Regions from separate parts of the Zea mays genome. Here region 2 is linked to region 1. The links are chromatin contacts, called in public Hi-C maps. All regions are on one chromosome and are shown on one strand. Each heading gives the region's core, a stretch centred on a gene start, on an enhancer-like site or on the middle of the called end of the contact. The rest is flanking DNA. Distances are from core to core; before and after follow the strand shown.

Region 1 (3,713 bases), core at 362-2,861:
GCGTAATGGGAGAGGAGAGGGAAGAAAAGGACTCAGAGCCCTACTTGCTAGATCTGTCACTTTGTCGTCTACCTTGAGATGCAACAAACCTATGCTTGCAACTATGCTACACGATCATACATATGCTTACAGTTAACATGAGAATCTGTATTAGGTCTATGGATGGCAGCGGGATGAGTAAGGTGCAAGTGGAGTAAATTATGCCCGCATTGTACCATAGGTAACATTTTTCCCATGTACAAGCATCTGTTGAGTATGATGTCCACATATATCCATACTCATAAGTTAGATTGTCACTAGAATAGAGGTATTTCACCCATGAGTAGGATTGTAATCCTTGGCTAGGCCCTATTTGAGCTATCCTCTTTCTCCGTGCAACACCTGTTTCAAATCTATCTCCATTTTCATGGATTTCTATTAGATGTTGGGATAGAAAGATGAAGGGGAACAATGATGCCACTGCATAAGGAGGAACAATGGTACAATCCATAGAAATGGCGAGATTGTCTACTTGTGTTGGTATAGAGAGGTGAAGGGGGAACAATGATGCCATTTCATAAGGAGGAACAATGGTACAAGCCATAAAAATGGCAAGATTGTCTACCTGGCCTAGCGCTAGTTACTCATGGCAGTTTATGCCCATCTAAGAAAACTTTTCGGTCTATCACTCATCCCAAAATTTCTCTAGACTAAGCACGCTTAACTCAAAGGTAGATAGACTTCTAAAAAAAGATACACCTTGTTGGCATTAGTATTTTATCAACCCTATTAAGCTTTGGGCTAGGATATCATAATCCACCCCCTTAGAAGATCGACACCCTTTTTGGTTAACACCAAGTCAGAATTTTCCCTTACTGGCCACATATTTGTATCTAGTGTCATTATATATCATTCCATGTGACATCTCGCGGCCCACACACACCATATGTCCGAACGTGTAACATCCAAGCTACCTCTAGACGCTGGTAGTTAATACTGACACCCCTCTATGATCATAGACTATCCTTACGAGACACGAGTCTTTTCTCTAGGTCAAAAATGTTTAACCTAGATGTTCTTTCGACATAGACCTCCGAAAAAGAATGTAAACCTTGTTGGTACGAGTATTGTTGATATTATGGACATCTTTTGTTTACATCTTCATCATACACATATATACAAATATACTCCTCTCACATATTATCATTTTCTTCTAAAATTAGATCAATGATTTTCTAAACCGTGTCTTTTGTTGTTCATCATATTCAAGTCTCAAATGAAAATGTGTTTTAATCTTACAATTTTTTGGAATTCATGATGTCTAGTAACATTTACAGATTTGCCGTAATTCAATAAAACAAAGGAGTGATCGCTGCGAACATCCTAATCATACCCCATTTCCAAATTAACCATAGCAGCACATGCAATGCAACACTGTAGTTAAGGCCCAGGCCCAGCGTTTGTCACGAGGAAGGAGCAGCTGCCACGGACCCCAGCCCCACCACGGCACGACTGGCCACAGTGATCCCGAACCGCACGAGATTCTCGCCACCACCAGCAACCATCCCCTCCCTCCTCACTGCCGTCCCGTCACAGCACAGCACGTCACAGCACAGGCGCGGCGCAAAGCACGCACACTCCCTTGGCCCTTCGCACAACGGCACAAGAGCATCGCGGAGCACGCAGCAGACAGGGCGAACAAAAACTGCCCCTCTTCCTCCTCCCCCGCTCCCGTCGTCGTCTCCTTTCCTCCCCCCCTTTCCCCCGCCCCCCGCATCCTGCATTACCCCCCTTGCGCGTCCCTCTCCGACCCCTCACCCCTCCAGATTCCTCCCGCCTACGCTCGCGGGCCTCTCCTGCCCGCCCGATTTCGCCTCGAAGCTCGTCGTCGCGGGTGTGCTTTTTCTTCGTGCCGATTTGCTGCGCCTCGTCGCCGGCGACCTCGGCGCTTGCAGGCGGCCAGGTGCAGCAGGACAGGTCTGCTTCCACAGACTTCTTCGTTGTTTCGCAGGTGGCGCCCACCTCCACCTTCTCTTCTCTGCCGCCGCCCTGCTCTAGTGGTTCCGGACCTGGGGTGGAGCGGAGATCCACCCGGGCTTCGATTGCTTTCGTCGTCTTGTTGGTACGCACTCCTAACTTGCTCGGAGTAGATAGATTGTGCTCGGAGTTTTTATTGTTGTGCGGGGAATATTAATGCGACTACTGCGAGTATTCAATTCGGAATCTTGCTTTATCTACACTCAGCTACCTGTGGATTTGCTTACAATCTACTGTGCTATTCTAGTCCGTCCATATAGTTCCATTATGCTGTTATTCTTCCGGGCATAATCAGTGCCAGTTGGCGCCACAGGATTTGATACCAAAGGTGCGGGTGTATTTGATTTCGCAAAAATCTCGAGGCAATGACTGCATCTTGTCCTTTCCTGCATAAATTCCAACTTGTATACAAGTTAGCTGAGTTATATCGGATTTCTTAGCGTTGGATACTTTAGAGCAGTTAGCCTGGTAGTTTATGCCACCCCGATTGAAATGGTGCATTGCATATTCGAATGTGCATATATCTTATGCCGCCAGCACATATCATACCCATTCAAAATGGTTATTACGTGAGAGCTCTGAAAGAAAGCTGCATATCATAAGCCCAGTGTTTTTGCATACATGGTTTTGATTAGATACTATGTCCATGTGGCTGTTAGTATTGCGGACAAACTTTTGGTCAACATTGTGATTATTTTCCCCCGTTACTTTACCCTTTTGCATGTAAGAGTTCTCATGAAAAATGATGTTACAAGATCGAACTAACGCTATTTTGGGGTCTGTTTCTTTTGATTTCTATATGATCCTAGCAAACCTTTGAAATGATGCCTATTATACTTCGAGTAAATTGTTTCCAATTGTGTGTTTTTTAGAGTACGCTACTCGTAATGATTACACAATTTATTGAAAATCTGGAACTGAACATCCACTTGCAGTCAGCTTAAGAAATTATTATGATATTTTGTTTTAGTGCTCCATTATTGTTATTGATATCACCTGGTGTTTGCATATGGTTTCAGGCTTTGGGGTGGAGACGACACTAAGTTGGAATTTTTATCACACAAGGAAGCAAGAACAGGAAAAATTCACATTTCAGTGTTGCACTCTGTGGAGGGTTCATTGTCAGTTCACCAAAATACTACAGTACTGGAGGGTTTTTGTTGAAGTGCTCCTCATGTTCACCATCTCTAAATTGTCATAGGCTCAGTCTGCATGATCTTGCTATGAGTGCATAGATAAATCATCTCCGTATCTGTGTTCAGTATGCCACCATGGTGGGGAAAATCTTCATCCAAAGAAGTGAAGAAGACTGCCAAAGAAAACCTCATTGACACATTTCAGCGTCTCATAAGTTCAAATGAACAAAAGGGAAGCAAAAAATCACGAGGTAGTCGTAGACATGGTAAAGACACAGCTGGTGACAAAGGTTGCTGGTCTACTGCCCAATCCCGCTCAACATCCCCTTCAAAAGAAGTCTCTCGGTGTCAGAGCTTTGCAGCAGATAGACCACATGCACAACCACTTCCTCTTCCTAAATCACGTGCTAGGGTGTCGCGTTCTTCTTCTGATATTACCAACTCAAAGTCCACTTTGGAAAAGCATGGAAAAGGACAACTGCTTCCACTCCCCCCAATTCAGCCTAAAAAAACACCTGAGGCTACTGAACCTGTTACTGAAGTAGCTACTGCTTCTGTCTC
Region 2 (3,713 bases), core at 704-3,203, 200 kb before region 1:
GTCGTTCGAATTGAAAAACTAACCTTAGGCATAAAAGTTAGGCAAAGTGTGACAAGTGAGGCTGCGATCCAAACATGCCTCTAATCTGTCCGAGCTCGTGTATACTTTAGCTCCAGACCGCCGAAGAACGAGGATGGTAGCATGTGGGGCCAGTGCGACGGCGGTGGCGACGCTCTGCGCGGCACGCAACGCAACGTTGGAGCACAGCGCAAGACCTGGCTAGCTCTAGCTGTGTCTGTCCGTCCATGCATGTGATGACCAGGCCAATGCTTATTTAATCTGTCCGAATACTTTTGCGCTGCGCGATGGTTTGCATTGCACCCAAAGGAACGAAAAACGGCTCGTCAGTCTCCGCTGCATGTTACCTCTCTTCCTCCAAACGCGGCGCGGGCATGCACCAGCACCGTACAGTGCCACAGAACCAGATTTGGTCGACGCCCTGCAGAAGCCAAAGACTGCCGCGTACGCCCGTTGACAAAAGTTTTCGTTACGGTAATCATAAGCAGATCGAGGAGAGGGAGAGAATTCGTTTTGCGTGCCGGAAATGACAAGACTTTGGTTCTGTGGGATTTTTCTTTCGAACTGGTGGTGGTTTAGCTGGCGCGGCGGTTATGTGCAAGCCGGCCTGACGTCTCTTTCGTCGTTTGGATTGCAAGTGTATAAAGATCTGGGACCAGTTCTCGCTCTCGGTGCCACGCGACCGTGCGTGCGGTTCGGCTAGTTCAATCAGCGCAACCGATCGACTTGGTGATCATTGCGTTTGCCCGTCATCTGGATGCGTCTAAACATGCATGGGATGATCTATCGATCACATGAAAATAAAGTTAAGTCCTGTTTGGGAACAAAGTTTTTAGAAACCACAGTTTTTGAAATGCTACAGTATACTTTAGTCATGACAATACCGCAGTTTACAATACCACAATTTTAGAAACTGAGGTCCAGACCTAAGTTTAGAATACCTTAAAACAACTATAGTATTTGCAATACATTCATTTTTGAAAACAGAGATTTTAGCTAGCTTGCCAAACACCATTTTGTATATAATACCGTAGTATTTGAGAATACTGCAGTATTCTTCCAAAACTGTGAAAAAACTTCACTCCCAAACACCCTCTTATTAGTATATCTAGCTAGGCAGAGAAATGCGGCCGGCGGCAAATACCGATACATACGATGCGGGACATGGGTGGGAATGGCAAGCGGTAGCAACTAGCTAACGATTACCGATGTCTATGATGTCAAATACGCCATCTTAACCGAATGGGGCTTGTGCGCCAACACGTTACTTGCAATAATGTTTCCTCCGTCGTCCCAGTCCGCGAGGAGAGGGACAGCCATGTGAGGCTAGGTCCCTCCGTCTCTTTTATTCAGCTCCCGTCTCAATATGTTAGTCCCTGTCCCATGTTTGTTTTGTACTGTACTAGAGTCTTAATCACTGGTAGTTTTAAAAAGGTACTACCACCTCAGTTTTTTCATTAGTACTAACTTTGCCAAGCGCAGAAGCGCTCCAAGCGAAAATCTTAATCGGACAGAGATCCCCCACCTGTCAGACTCGTAGACACGGCTGAGCGTTCTGAGACAGTTGTGGCTGCGCTCACCAAGGCCCTGTTTGTTTCGGCTTCTAGCAGCTTCTGGCCACTAAAAGCTGCTGCGGACTGCCAAACGCTCAGATTTTCAGCCAGCTTCTATAAAATTTATTGGAGAAAAACCATCCAAAATCAACATAAAGACATAATTGGTTGAGTCGTTGTAATAGTAGTAATCCGTCACTTTCTAGATCCTGAGCTCTATGAACAACTTTATCTTCCTCCACACGTAATCGTAATGATACTCAGATTTTCCCCAAAGTCAGATTCTCCCCACAGCCAGATTTTCAAAAAAGCTGGTCAGAAAAAACTGAACCAAACATGCCCCCAAGAGGCGTGTATATAAGCATGTTGGTACGGGGCGCGTCACATTACTCGACCGGCAGCCCACGCATTCACTTTGCCTTCGCTTTAGCCTTTGTGCTGCTACTACTAACTTGCAAGGGACGTCGGCGACGGCCAGGCCGGCGCACCGCTCGGCGGCCCGGCCAGCCCACCCAGAGACCACCTAGCCATGGCGTCCAGGTGCTTCTTCCCCAGGGACGCGTCCGCCGCCGCCGACGGCCGGCACCAGCAGTCGAAGGCCGCGGCGGAGGCCCTCGAGCAGCTGCGCCACGGCGGCCGCCTCCTGTCCCGGGAGGACGTGGGCGGCGCGGTGCGCGTCAGGATCGTCGTCAGCAGGCGCGAGCTCAAGCAGATGGTCGCGGCGCTCGGCGACGACGACGGCGCTGGCGCGGCGGCGGCGGCGGCCAGCAGCGAGCGCCGCCACCGGCAGCGTGGCGCGGGCGCGGGCGCGGGAGCGGGGCCGGGCGCCGAGCAGAGGCTGCAGTCGCTGCGGCGGCGCAGCGCGCGGAGGGCGGCCGAGGCGGCGCGCCGGACGATGCAGGCGGGCGGGGAGTGGGAGCCCGGCCTGCAGAGCATCCCCGAGGAGGTTTACTAGCTAGTAATCTCTGCTTCACTAATTATGGGTTGGGTTGGGTACGTTTTGATCACTGCCTCGCTGCTAAGTGCTACTAGTAGTAGATGCGTGTGTGTGTACAGCGCTGTTTTTGCTCTGGACCCTCGTTATCATGGGTTCCATTCCAATGCCTGCTTGACATAGTCCTCTCCGCGAGTTTCTGCATTTTGCTTGCCCTGTGACTTTTTTTTGGGGGGTACTATTATGGACCAAAAGGGGAGGAAACTAATACATGTGTTCTGGACTGGACCTTGGATCACGATACAAAGTGCTGATGGTGATTGATGAACCGCATGGTCTCAATATAATTCTGGAGTACCGGCATCCAAGCTGTAGATGATGGAACGATGGGTGATGGGTTATGTGTGGAGGAGCTGGTTCATATTAGCTGCCGCCTGCCGGTGCCAGGATTTTTTTTTTCTTCTGTTTTCTACCTTGGTCCGGCAGTGAATTCCTTTTCCTTGCCGGTGTTCTGTGCGTACGTGACGCTGTGAGCCCGTGAGTGGAAACGGTGAACTCGACATGTGCATGTACAATTCACTGTCGAGCAATAGTTTTTAAACTTTTTATCATCTCTTGTCTCTCGCGGCCTTTTGGTTGGGCTGGAACGGAAACAAAAGTATCCAGTGGTAAAAGCAGCGCCGGTGCCAAGATTCCGCCGCACATGGCCAGATGGCTGTCGTATTAAAGAAAATAAAAACCGATGGCCGCTTGTAGTTTGGGCTTTTCGCTCGGCTTTTTGGACTGCTGTAATCCATAGCTATAGCTTTGCCGCCATGCTGTGGCTGCCGTGGATTCTGTACGTACTGCGCTGTATAGGGATTTCGAATCAAAAAAATAAGGAGAGCAGATACATAAACCTACTAGCGCACTAGCTAGCTAGCTAGCGCCTGCCATCGTCGCTTTCTGTTACGCGCTGATGGACTTTATTTGGAGTTCACAAGTAGTACAAAAGGCGTTGTAGTATCGCATGATCTTAGTTTTCTACGATCTTTTAGGTAGCCTCTGGGTTTAAAGCGTATATAAAAAATGGGTTCGCTGGAAATGTCTTTCTGTCAGAATCATGTATATTCTCCTATTCCTACTCCGCATCATTGCATGTGCTAATTCGGTATGCTTCACGCCTACACGGCCTCGACTAGTCTTGTGAATTTGCTATGTTTTTTTCT

Evidence for each region. Hi-C and Micro-C count contacts between places; a contact is called where the count stands out from the background.
Region 2: a Hi-C map of leaf shows a contact between it and region 1, with 7 times the contacts expected there. The contact joins the promoter of LOC103653888 here to the promoter of LOC100381765 in region 1. A contact is called at or near these places in 3 of 25 Hi-C or Micro-C datasets (ear, leaf and tassel).

Annotation. Positions count from the first base shown.
Region 1 is chr4:159,017,243-159,020,955 of Zm-B73-REFERENCE-NAM-5.0, reverse strand. It overlaps LOC100381765 (putative MAPKKK family protein kinase), which reads left to right and starts at 1,611. Exons shown (of 13, transcript NM_001321347.1): 1 at 1,611-2,101; 2 at 3,036-3,713. The coding sequence starts at 3,280.
Region 2 is chr4:159,221,249-159,224,961 of Zm-B73-REFERENCE-NAM-5.0, reverse strand. It overlaps LOC103653888, which reads left to right and starts at 1,953. Exons shown (of 1, transcript XM_008680700.4): 1 at 1,953-3,116. The coding sequence starts at 2,101. The coding sequence ends at 2,526.